Regions from separate parts of the Rattus norvegicus genome. Here regions 1 and 3 are each linked to region 2. The links are chromatin contacts, called in public Hi-C maps. All regions are on one chromosome and are shown on one strand. The core of a region is the stretch at or near the end of the contact, and the rest is flanking DNA. Distances in the headings are between cores, read along the strand shown. Region 1 holds the start of Fst (follistatin). Region 2 has its middle 58 kb from the start of Trnat-agu8. Region 3 overlaps Arl15 (ADP-ribosylation factor like GTPase 15).

What was found. A called contact is a pair of places that touch in the nucleus more often than the background predicts.
Region 1: a contact with region 2 is called in a Hi-C map of liver, with 4 times the contacts expected there. The contact joins the promoter of Fst here to the enhancer-like site in region 2. A contact is called at or near these places in 6 of 12 Hi-C or Micro-C datasets (the A7r5 cell line, the Rat2 cell line, kidney and 2 more).
Region 3: a Hi-C map of liver shows a contact between it and region 2, with 2.5 times the contacts expected there. The contact joins two enhancer-like sites. A contact is called at or near these places in 2 of 12 Hi-C or Micro-C datasets (liver and psoas muscle).

What each region holds. Positions count from the first base shown.
Region 1 is chr2:47,861,864-47,866,051 of GRCr8, forward strand. Fst (follistatin) reads right to left here and starts at 1,429. Exons shown (of 6, transcript NM_012561.3): 1 at 1,345-1,429. The coding sequence starts at 1,429. LOC120100717 (a long non-coding RNA gene) reads left to right here. Exons shown (of 2, transcript XR_005500667.1): 2 at 1-1,792.
Region 2 is chr2:47,670,496-47,674,754 of GRCr8, forward strand. No RefSeq gene overlaps it. Among named protein-coding and RNA genes, the nearest start is that of Trnat-agu8, 58 kb to the right of the region's middle. Within about 2 kb of position 1,881, at least 5 of the 93 cell types and tissues checked have an H3K27ac peak or open chromatin away from gene starts, as enhancers often do. A contact at or near this core is called in liver, where this site is marked.
Region 3 is chr2:47,477,184-47,481,111 of GRCr8, forward strand. All of the region lies in intron 4 of Arl15 (ADP-ribosylation factor like GTPase 15), which reads left to right. The region is part of intron 3 of LOC120100716 (a long non-coding RNA gene); the gene reads right to left. Among named protein-coding and RNA genes, the nearest start is that of Trnat-agu8, 250 kb to the right of the region's middle. Within about 2 kb of position 1,953, at least 9 of the 93 cell types and tissues checked have an H3K27ac peak or open chromatin away from gene starts, as enhancers often do. A contact at or near this core is called in liver, where this site is marked.

The sequences.
Region 1 (4,188 bases), core at 179-2,678, 190 kb after region 2:
GAGAGGAGGGGGGAGGGAGAATGAATATGAATCTGCAGGAACAGATCAGGCAAAAAGAAATTTGTGAAAAATGAAAGCAAAAAAAAAAAAAAAAATGCAGTCGGGCCCAGCCTGGATCTGCCTTGAGCAGCCTCGAGGCGCAGCCCGCCCGACGGGCCCGTTTTGCAATCCGCCAGCTCGGAGCACGCCCGCAGCCACCACGGTCTTTCGAAATCTCCGAGGGCTGCTTTCCCTGGCGCCCACGTCCGGGCACCCAGGGCAGCGCCCCTATCAGAAAGGCGGGTTGCCCAGCCTAGTGTCGGGCAGACGGCTAGGGCCGGTGCCCGGGAGGGCAGCGTACAACACACAAAACCTTACCGCTCCAACAGGCAACGCAGCAGTGTTAGAGCTGGGTCACACATACCTACCTCATGTCTACCAAGAACCACTTTACAGATAGTTTCTTCCCCTGTCCCTTTTTATGTCTTCGGACTTTGGACAAGCAGACTTCTCATGAATCACCAAAGTGACTCGAGCAATTGGAGCGCAAGCTGCGCGGTTACCATTATTAAAAAAAAATCCCGCCTGGAGACTAATTGTAATAAAATAAATCCATTTTTAATTTTAGATGATAAACTTCAGAAATTTGCTCTTTAATCCAGGTCGGAGTCTAAATAGCCCGTGGGTTGCTTGTTTCACAGAAGTTAACAGGAATGAGGCAAAGTGGAGAAAACTGTAAAGTACTTAAAAACACTTCGGGCTAATAATTTGGTTTGTTCTTTCTTCTTTTTCGCGGGGCTTGGGGGAGAGGGGTAGAAGGAGCATCTGCTAAGCGTAAAACTACCTCCCTCTAAAAATTTCAGTACCCACATTTCCAAGTTTGGGCAAAGTTTCTGAAACCACGTCCCCCAAGCCACCCAAGAAAATTCGGTATCTCCCATCCCCCACTCCGTCATTAAAAAAAAAAAAAGTCACCAAAAGATATGGAAGGAAGATGGGTAGACTGCTTAGTAGGTCGACTGCACTCTCCAAGCTATGGATGCTCGCTCTTCTCCCGAGCCAGCCAGGGGAGATAACATCTGAAGTCATTAGGACCAGAACTTGGAGCATCTACCCCTAACTACTGAGGCTCCAGTTCCCCCACTCGAGCCCTCTCTTTTTTGAGGATAACCTGGCTCTAAACTCCTCTCTCTATCCCAAAGTGTCACCGCCTTCAGTCTTTTCCTCCCGTTCCTTTCTCCAGGAGTAGCCGGGTGGTTCCAACATCTTCCTAGAGCCGCGTCGGTCCCAACCGACCAAGTGGAGACGACAGAAAAGTAGAACCCCTGCCCGAGCCGAACCTCTGGGCGCATCCCCTCCACTCACCCTGGGCGCTGCGGTCTTCCATGAATTGGCAGAGTAGCAGCAGCAGGAGGCAGAGCCCGCCGGGCTGGTGCCTGGCGCAGACCATCCTGGGGCAGGCGCGGGGCGAGGAGCGCGGCGGCGGGTGGCTTGGGCGAGCGGCGCGCGTCGCAGAGGCGAGCGGCGGAGGGCGCAGCGATCCCGGCGCAGCCCCGCGCTCGCCACCGGCCGCCCGCGCGATTCAATGGACGTCAGAAGCCGGGCGCAGCCGCGCTTTAAATCTAGACGGGGGTCTCCGAGGTTTGCGGTGGGCGGTCTCCCAGTGTGTGGGGCTGTGGGAGGGCGGCGGCGACCGAGGGTGTGCCGGCTCTTTGGGGGTGGGGAGCTTTTAAAAGTTCAGTGTGAATCAGGTGACATTTCCCACCTTCTGGAAACCCTTCCCAATTATCTGTCGGAGGTGCCCGAAATCAAAGCGGCAGGAGGGGAATCGCCGAGTTCTTATTTGCGTAGGAGCGGGAGGGGAGGGGGAAGGAGGCAGGGGCGGGGGCTGGGGGGCGACGCGTCGGGGGTGGGGAGGAACATCCACTTCAGTCCTGCACGCCGCCGCTCGGAGCCGGCGCGCCCGGGGTGGCGTGCAAGTGTGTGTGTGTGTGTGTGTGTGTGTGTGTGTGTGTGTGTGCATGCGTGTGCGTGTGTGTGCGCGTGTAAGTGAAGGCTCTGGAGGAGGCGGCCGGTGGAGCGCGGGGACCCCTGGAGTTGGTCCCCAGCACCTCTGCTCCAGCGCTCGGGAGAGACTTGTGCAACACACCGCAGGATCCCGGAGCTGCTGAAATGCCCCGGGGAGCAGTTTCAGGATCCTTCCCGCAGAGCCTTGGCGCGGGGTCCCGGAGACGTTTTATGTCCCGAGGTCTCATGCGTGTGTCTTACTTTGCGGCCACCCTGCCCGCTTCCCCGCCTCCCACTCCCCCACAGCCTGCAGTAGGTTGCTAAGAACCACGACCCCCGGGCACCTTCCACCGGGCCGAGCGCTGCGGAGACGCGGCCCTCGGTCTCCACAAGTCAGAGGCAAACAAAAATGTTTAACACCTCGGAGCCGGCCGCCCCCGGCAGTCTCGCCCTCTCCCTTTCTTTTCTCCCCTTTCACTTCGTCGCGTCTGGAGTCGCAGCCCCGAGCGGGGGCGCCGACGTAGGCGGTCTGCCCCCCTCCTCCCCCGCTCCGAGACGCCCCAGTTTCTGTCCTGAGCCTGCCTCTCTCTCTCTCTCTCTCTCTCTCTCTCTCTCTCTCTCTCTCTCTCTCTCTCTCTCTCTCATATTAAAAAAAATTGCACCATGATAATGAACTTCTGCAGCCTCAGTTTATTGAGTGCAACGCCTGGCATTCTTCGCCGAAAGTTGGCGGGTCTTCTCATTTATAACATTTTCTGGCACGGCTGAATGAAACTGAGGAGGCGATATTTCCTTTTATATAAAACGATTACTTCACGGAAAATGCTATATTGTTTATTTCAAAGCTGCCTTTTAAATTTCTATTCTTTTCGCTTCTGAAGCCCGAACGACAACAAACAGCGAACTATGCAGACAAAATTCTTGGACATTCCCAGGTCATTGGGATTTGCTCTACGGATTTCAAATTCGCCCTTCTTCCCTACCCCCGCCTTAGCCCCCCCCCCCGTCCTCCTCTCATCCTCCCACCCCCATCTTCCATCAACCTCCTCCTACCCCCTCCACAACTGCAAATAACTCAGTGATAACAGATTTTTTTCCACCAACTGCAGGAGATAGTGCTAATCTTTTAATAAAAGGTCCCATTACAATGGGATCTGTCTGGACAGACTATAATAGATCCCGAAATACAGCCGTGCTAATATTAGAAGACAGTTGTTTGGGTGCCTCTCAGACGGGCCCAAGCCCCCCTTTGAAAGTGGGCATGAATCACAAAGCCCCGCGGCCGCCGCACCTGCACCGCGCGCATTCGGTGCAGCAGGCTGGTAAAAACGGGTGACCTCGCCGCCGCTTTTCGCTTTATAATTACAGTCATGAGGACCGGAGCGGCGGGGAGGGGAGCGGGTGACCCGGGAGAGCCGGCTTTTTGCTCACTTTAGACGGCTCTGGGGCTCCACATCCTTCTTAATCTTTCCAGATTCATTTTGTCTGTTTCTGTCTGTCTGTTTGTCTGTCTCCTTCCTCTTCAGGCTTTTTCCTCCCTCCTCCCTCCTCCCACTCCCCTCAACTCTCTTTCCCAGCCCTTCCCGGCTTCGGTCTCCCCTCCCTCTCCCCGGACTCTGCCCATATTCTCCCTCCCCTTTCCTCGCTTCCTTTTCTCTTCCCTCCAACGCATTAATGTGGAGTTGTTTAGTGCCCTCTAATGGTAGGCGACATTAACAATTAATAGCAAACTGTCCCCCTTGCAGGAGCCGCCACTTAACTGCAGAATTTCAAAGTTGAACTATTTCTTCTTTACTCGGAGATACTGTGATACACTACAGGGAAAGTTTGTTTATTCCCCTTCATTGTCCCCACCCCTATTCCAGGGGGAAATTTTACTTAAAGGAGAGCTAACAATTACTGTTACTTGACCCCTCCCCACCTCATATGTTTTTTTCCCCTGCTAGCAAAACACCTAGCTTCTGTTTTAGCTAGATTTTCCTATTTCAAACTGCTTATCTGGAGTTGGAAAATAAGCATTTTTAAGTGCACATAAGACCTTAGGTGGTAGATGACGGAATCCCGTGGCTACCAATGCCATCAGAATGTCTTTAGTATCGAAACATAATTGCAGAAATTTATATTTCTTTCCATTTTAAAGACATCTTTTGGTTTCAAGCCATCAGGTAGCCTTTGAATGTTGAGGGGATTTTCTTAAACTTT
Region 2 (4,259 bases), core at 631-3,130:
CTCTCTCATATAATCTAGGCTGCCTTGTGATCCTCCTGTCTCAGCCTTCTGAATGCTGGTTTTAAAGGCTTGCTGAGGTATGCCTGAGACATTTTTGACAGTCGATTTTACCTAAGCAAAGAGACTTTACTTATTTTGGGGTACTATATCACCCAATATTTTTCTTTTATCCTTTTGATATGAACAGAAGGAAACGTCGATGAGTGTTTTAGGGTCAGGGGGACCCTAAAATACAGCAGTTCAGCAGTTGTCCTTGATGCCTCTGGTCCTGTTAGCAGATCTCTGTTGGTCAGAGGGCAGGACTGGCAAGCAGCATTTAAGGGCACTCTTCTGTCCTGGTTTCTCCTTCTCATCTTTCTTTCTCTTTACATGACAATTCAATGAGCACATCAGCCTTGGAGACATGTGTGATCAGATGCCTCACACACATTTCCCGCCCTGGAAGGTGTGCCGAAATACCAGCCAAGTCACCGGGATGAGTGAACACTTGGGGGTTGGATCAACCTGAGGGACCACTTCCTTTCCCGTGGTTCTACCCAGAAAGGCCTCATTAACCTCTAGAAAAGACCCTGAGTGGCAGCCCCTTGAGAGCTTTGCTTGTTTGCTTTTAAACTATTGTCCACAATAAAAGTCTTTTCTGAAACTTATTCAAGTTCTGGAAATGGAAGACTAAGAAACTACTAGTTCTCAGTGGCTATGGTGGCTGTTGATTGTCCCAGACCCTAGCCCCTGAATTATGTTCACTGAAGTCAATCAAGGCTCCACCATAGCCAGTGGCCCTCCCTCACACTCCTCCGTGCTCCCTCACGCTCCTCCATACTCCCCCACATCCTCCTACACATCTCACTTGTACTTTGTGTTTTTAATGCCCAAGTTTGGGGCTTTTGTGTGTCTGGTTTCCTTTTTTTTTTTTAACCACCACATCTTTTAATGCTTCCAGCACTCTGCCTTCTGATGAAACAATTTTAGCCAAGGACATTTAAGGGCACTGTAGATAGGGAAGCATTTGCCATTCATGGTTCTCTGACTCTTGTGTAGTCTTCGACTCTTCATTTCTTTGTGTTGATTTGATTTTTTCTTTTTGTAATGACAGGTTTTTATTCCTTTTGATGGTGTGTCTAAAATACTGTATCTATGGTTATTTTTGATAACTTTTGCTAGATAGCTAGAGACCAGCAGATTTTTGAAGGCCAGTGATGATGGATTCCTTCCTTGTAATCCCCCAGCTTGTAGACACTTGAGCAGAAGCAAGAGGAGTCCACTTGTTCCTGGACTTGGTGCTCCTATATTACCTGTCACCACTCCCAAGGCAAATTAGAAGACAGAGATTAGATGAGGAGAGAGCTTTGAGTTGGGAAAATGGGACAAAAGCTGTCTTAAAGCAAGGTGTTTCCCATTTCCCAAAAGGGAAAGATCTCAGGATTTTCTTGGGGAGATGGGTGGAAGATGTCAGATACGCTATGGTCCTTCAGATCTGACCTCTAGAGGCTTGCTCTGTCTTTGACTTGAAAATGAACTCAGGCCCATTAAGACTCTTTCATTTGGGGGCTGAAAAGTAGCAGGCAAAAGCACTGGGAGCCGTCCCAGCAGCAGTTCAAATGCCCTCGTGAAAGGGGACGAATGCAGTACAGCAGCTCTCAAAACGTGAAGGTCTCCGCGACAGCACAGCTACAGGTAAGAGAAGAAGCAAGAAGGTAGAAGTCGCCGGGGCCAAGGGACCGCATCGCCGGAGGAGCAGAGGGATGGCTCTTTCTCCCAGGCTTTTGTTTTCCTTTTAGATTCATTTTGGGTTTTGCTGCAATTTGTTCTAATCTGCTAGTCTGTTACATGTTACTCATCCAAAGGAGGAAATCTGAGTCACGTCCCTGGCCCTGGGTAGAGACTCGGACTTCTGAGCTGGCTGGAAGGTCAAAAGTTTACTATCTAACCGGAGGCCTCACACACTGTAACTTCTCCTTTAAGAGCCAACCCACACCGGACTGTCAGTCACCTAGACATAAACCGTCCCTCAGGAGCGATGTCTGTTCCAAGATTTAGAAACAATACAAAGCCTACCTAAACACGTAGCTCCCTTTGGCCGTCGCCCACTCAGTCCACTATATCTTGTAATAAACCCTGCTTAGCTTCTGCTCTGGGCTGCATGTGTCTCATCTGAATTCTTTCAAGGGGGAGCACCAGGAAGGGAGGTGAAGGGGAGGCTGGAGCAATGTCCTGGTGAGGGTTAGAACATTCTGAATTTGTGTGGATGCCGGCTTTTGCCGGATGCCGAGTTTTGTCTTTGTGTGTTTTATGTCGATAATTAACTATCTGTTGCTTCAACTGCCTGCTATGTGGCAGATCTTAGGATGGAATCTCTTTCTGTTACTCAGTTGGGGAAAGCCTTCTCTGTCACCCATATCGGGATTCAGGGCTAACTTTGCTGTGATGGATTTTTGGTTGGCCGACTTGTACCCCCCCCCCCTTTTTTTTTTTTTTTTTTTTTGATTTGTCTGTATCAGTTAACCTTCCTGCACTAAATGTTTCTGCTTAGAAATCTGCTTGTAGTCATATGGGGATTTCCCTTACAAGCAGTGAGTCTTTTTTTTTTTTTTTTTTTTTTTTTGGCTGTTTTCAAGAGCCTTTGTCATTGATTTCTGACAATATGTTTATCCTGTGTCTCCATGAAAACCTTATTTCAGTTTGCTTAGAGTATTCTGGGCTTTGCATATACTCATTCCCCCCATGGACTTTGGTTATTTCTTCTCTAGACTACATTTCTACCTTTCTTTCTTTTCCAATCCTCTCTGAACATGCCTGTGGCCTATAGCTTTCTCTTTTGGGGCTCTTACTCTCAGTAATAAAGTCATTTCACAATGAACCCGAAAGGAAGGTCAAAGACAAGTTTATTAGCGTGCGAGAGAAAAACCACAGGGCAGGGAAGCTGCAGACTTCACAGTTGACAGAAGGGAAAATGGAGACGAGAGAAAACCAGGCAGTTTGCAATGGAGGTCTGTAGATAACCACGTGACAAAAGATCTTCAAAGAAACGGGGAAGCCCAGAGGGCCAAGGAAAGCATGTTCTGCTTTGGGTCAGTATCTGAGGAACAAATAGGGCAGAGTTATGCTCTTTTGAGTCCTAACTCAGAGGTCAGATTAGCATGGTGGCATGCTCTGCAAGTGTCCCCAGCAATTGGAGCTGAGAAATTGTTTCTGGGAAGGAAAGATACATTGTCTCATTCAGGGAATGATAATCCCTTCCACCCCCTTTGGCCAGCCTGAAATGCTAAGTTTCCACCTTGAACAAGAGGTAGAATTTAGAACAAAGCCCAGATGCCTTCACCTTATCTTAGAATTCCATTGGATGAGAAGGCTGGTCCTCACATCTCTAACGTCCCCAGGGAATGAAAAGCAGCATCCAGAGCTTCTGCTGCCCCAGTTTCTTTTCTTCTTCCTTTTGTGCGAGTCTGCTGTTTGCTCCCTGAATTTTTATTTCGGTCATTACATTTTTCACTTCCAGAGTTTTGGCTGGTTTTTTTCTAGCCTCTTCTCTTTGCTTGTTTTCTTCATGTATAATTAATTTCCCATCTAGCCCTCTCCTGATGTTTGCTTGCTAACTGGGCTACCTTAGATTATTATACTGAGTTCTCCGTAGCAGGTAGCTGGTGGAAGTGGTGGCCACACCAAAGCTTCACTTTTCTTACTGCTGCTGTCGTCTTAGTGGCTCTGTGTTCTTTAAGACGTGCATTGCTGTCTCTCTATTTGCAGACAGAGGCATCGCCTTGTGTGCTGACTGCCTTACTGTTCCGCCCATGAAGGGATTCTAAGGGTCTCTTAGACCTTTTATATAAATGTGCCCACTTCAGTTTTCTGGAGGAAACCAGGGCAGTGTGCCTTCTCCCGATCTGCCCAATTGAGGTTCGGGTGCCTGTTTATTTACCAGAGAAGGATAGCCTGGGGCATTTAAAGTTGTGCATCATTCTCAACTCCACAGAGTTAATATGGCTCTGGTACCCATGTCCAGCACACACAGACAGCGGGAAAGGAATGGAAGCTCAGTGGTTACTTGGATAGTTGGAAGCGCTCTGGGGGTGAGGATTGCTAGGGAGGGCTCTTAGTGAGGTCTGTAAGCCTGCTGGTGATCACCATTTTTAATTCTAACATGGATGGTAGCTGTACTTTTCCCCTATTGGCTGGGGTCTGACTTCACAGTCTTCTGTTTAGTTTAAGAAGAATTGGCACAAAGGGTATGAAGGAACGGGGAGATGAAGACAGCTGCCGGG
Region 3 (3,928 bases), core at 703-3,202, 190 kb before region 2:
TTCAGTTGCTGGGACAAGTGAACAAATTCAGGGGCAGAAGGAGAGCAAAAACAGTTTCAGCAAAGACAAGAAGACCATCTGCTGACCTTCCAACTTCATTGGGGACGTTAAGATTTAATGTCAGGAGCCTCTTGTTCTCACTGCAAATGTAATAGCTGCCTTGGCTGAGGTGCTGTCTCACACATACAGATCCCAGAACCTTAAATATATGTGAAAATATGTGACGACCGTGTGATTATTAAAAATGCAAATTCACCTGCAAGCTTCCCGAATTTGCAATAAACTCCGAGCCTTAGACATCCTCTCTCGAGATATAGATCACTTGTAGGACTCAGTCACACCACTACCACCACCACCCCCCACCCCACCCCATCCCAAGTTTCTTTTTCCACTTTCCTTTTTTACATTGAAGTGTTGGGAATCAGGTAGCCCAGGTGACCCAATCCCTTTGTTGACAAAGTGTCTGGGAAACAGCACCCCCCAGATAAAGATAGTTGGTGTGCTGGATGGTCGGTGGTTCTTCCTGCCTATTCTGAGTGGAGTGACTCAGCCATTCCACTTAAGTGGCATACTTTGTATCTTTCATCTTAAGAGTATAAATACTTCTTAAAAGTCCACATGGAGACAGAGGAAGAAAGGGAGCAAAGGAAGCATGGGGTGGGGCCTGCCCAAGGTCGCACTGGGCACCCATGGAAGCATGACATAGAACCCGATTCTCCTGCCTCCAATTCATTGTTCTCAGACCTCTCTTCCAGTGACTCGATAAGACATTTTCTTCTCTAATTTCATCATCAAAGAGCCTGGGTCTGAAAGACTTATAGTTTATGATAGCATCTTCCAAAATATGATCTCCTCTATCACTGGGGTCAATCAATTGGGTTAGTTTATTTTGGCAAAGTTGTGTGGACTTAGGCTCTGAGATTATATTGATCTGTAATTCCATAAAAACTAAGACAGGGTATTCATGACACAGACCTGACGGGAATGTTTTCCAGTTGAGCAATAACTAACCTTACAGATGAAGCTATTGGTGCCTCTTATCTCTAAGCGGGGCAAACCACTATGTGGAGAAGACAGCTAAACTGATACAAATGAAGCAATACTTGGTTTTGTTCTGAGTGCATGTGCTCATGTAATGAATTTATCAGTATTTACTTTGTTAATCTATCAATAATATATTTTTATTTGTTGTGTACATAATAACAAGTTTATTTACTATCATGGGCGGGCCCAAGCTCCTCTTCCTCATTTCCTGCCTCTGCCTCCATGACTTTTACAAAGTACTTAGTTAGACTCTTAAGAGGAACGATACAGGGGCTGGGGATTTAGCTCAGTGGTAGAGCGCTTACCTAGGAAGCGCAAGGCCCTGGGTTCGGTCCCCAGCTCCGGAAAAAAAAAAAAAAAAAAAGAGGAACGATACAAAGTATCTTATCTACACCGGATCAGGTCACCATTGGGTGGGAAGGCTCCCACAGAGACAAAGTGTGAAGTTAACTTCTGTTGGAGTCCACCGTCTGTCCAAATGATTGATCCCACATCTCTGGCTGTAAATAGCACGCGCGTGCTGTTGCTTTGCCTGGTAGTCTCTCTCCTGCACACACGACTTCCCTTCTGAATACCAACCTTGCTGGACCACCGTCATCACCTTTAGCTCGGCACCAGAAGAGTCTTGAATGGGTGTGTTACTGTTGCTGTTCTTGCTTTTGTCCTGTTTGTCCAGTTCCATGTACATGGCACTTGGATGTGTCACGCAATTCTCGGACCAGTCATCTTGTCTGCTGGCTTAGGTTGCTGAGCTAGCCTTGTTGCCACCACATTTTCCCAAGCCTTTCTCCCCCCCCCTCCTACTGGAAATCCGTTCTTATCAGTTGCCGGCTTCAAATTGTGCAGTGGCTCCTCATGTCCCAAAGTATAAAAGTTCACATTCTTTGGCACAGCACAGACGGCCCTCCCTCTGTGACCTACCCCTGCCCTCCTCCTGTGTTTCCAGCCACTCTGGCTCGTGACATGTGACAGCTAGTGAGGTATTGCAGCTTTCCAAATGGGTCGTGTCATCCCCTGGTTCTTGCCTTTGCATACCCTTCTTACTCTACTCAATCCAGATGTGTCTGACACATCACATCCAACCCCTACCCTAATGGGCATTCCTTGCACTAGACCTTCTGCAAGGACTGTGAGGTTTCTATTTCTGCTACCTTAGCCCAGTACATAGGACAAGAAGAGTGCCCAAGAATGGTGGGGTCAAGCAGTCTGTTTGATCTCACACAGTCTAAGTCCAGGACACTAACTCTTCAGTGTGGTAGTGGGTAAGCTTTCTTGACAGAAAGGTGTGGCCTCTTAGTATGCTTTTTACCATTTTTATTATTAGAACTCCACAGCCAGACAACCTATGCAGAGCCAGGGATTCTGGCCAAACAGCTGTACTGATGTTCCTAGACCTATCAGCAGCCGTGGGCAGGGCAGGTCAACATGTTCCATTCCCCACCCACCTGCAGGCCCAGTGGCTGCTTGTGTCTCAGCTGGCTTAAGTCCTTTCCCAGCGGGACCATGTAGACACTTTCCCTTCAATTCTTTTCATTTTCAAACTCTTTCTCAATAAGACACTTAAGTGTTGCCACACCCCGTGAGCCTAGATGCTCCTAGCCTCTCTTGGAGAATGAAGTTGTTCAGCGCTGACTTGAGAAGGAACAGAATTAGACACCGGGCCTTTCGAAGCCCTCAGAGTGCTGTTATCGTGGGCGTGGCCTGTGGGATGGGCGAATGCAGCAGCGACCAAGGATTTGGGTGTCCCTGAAAGCTGGGATCGTCATGAAATTATCAGGAATATAATGTAATGAGGGGAAATTTTCAGCAAAGGCTTTGAAGGCAGCTCTCTCAGAACGCATGGTCAGAGCATGAAACCAGTCCTCCCAGCAATGGGCACTTCCCCACATTAAGTTCCAGTGGCCGAGACTGGGGGTGTTTCTGGTGACTCACTGAAGCTGCTGGTGGATCTTTCAGGCTCGCTTTCTATCTGCCTCATTTCTTGTTTTTTACTTGTGAACTGGTGTGGAGAGAAGATTAAACAATACTAGAGCTGTAGATATAAGAAAGGGAATTATGTTTACTATCGTTACTATTATTTTTGTTTCTCCGTGTAGCCCTAGCTGTCTCGGAACAAACTTCTGAAACCAGGCTGGCCTCAAACTCAGAGAACCATCTGCCTCTGCCTCTGCCTCTGCCTCTGCCTCTGCCTCTGCCTCTGCCTCTGCCTCTGCCTCTGCCTCTGCCTCTGCCTCTGCCTCTGCCCTCTGGTCTCTGGCCTCTGTTCTCTGTTCTCCGTTCTCTGGCCTCTGCCTCTGCCTCTGCCTCTGTTCTCTGGCCTCTGCCTCTGCCTCTGCCTCTGGCCTCTGGCCTCTGGCCTCTGGCCTCTGGCCTCTGTTCTCCGTTCTCTGGCCTCTGCCTCTGCCTCTGTTCTCTGGCCTCTGCCTCTGCCTCTGCCTCTGCCTCTGCCTCTGCCTCTGCCTCTGCCTCTGCCTCTGCCTCTGCCTCTGCCTCTGCCTCTGCCTCTGCCTCTGCTTCTGCCTCTGCCCCCTCAGTGCTGGGATTAAAGATGTGTGCCACCACCACCGGGCCAAAAGGATTGCATAGGTAGGCTGGATCAGAGATTATTGGTTCCCTGGGAGTAAAACCCGTACTGCTACCGCTCAATCAGTGACCTCCCAGCACTCCCAGTGTCTGCTTTTGAGCAGCCCCTCGATGACCTCTGAGATGTACAACCAGATGACCTCCCATGCTGCTGCTGTTCGAACTTTGACTGGATATCTTTCCTGGTAGAAGGAAAAGGGAGGAAGGTGTTGGTGGGTGGATGTTTTGTTGTTGTTGTTTTGAAACTTGTGAGTACATGTGTAATGCTCATTAGTGACCCTCCGAGGATTCAAACAGACTT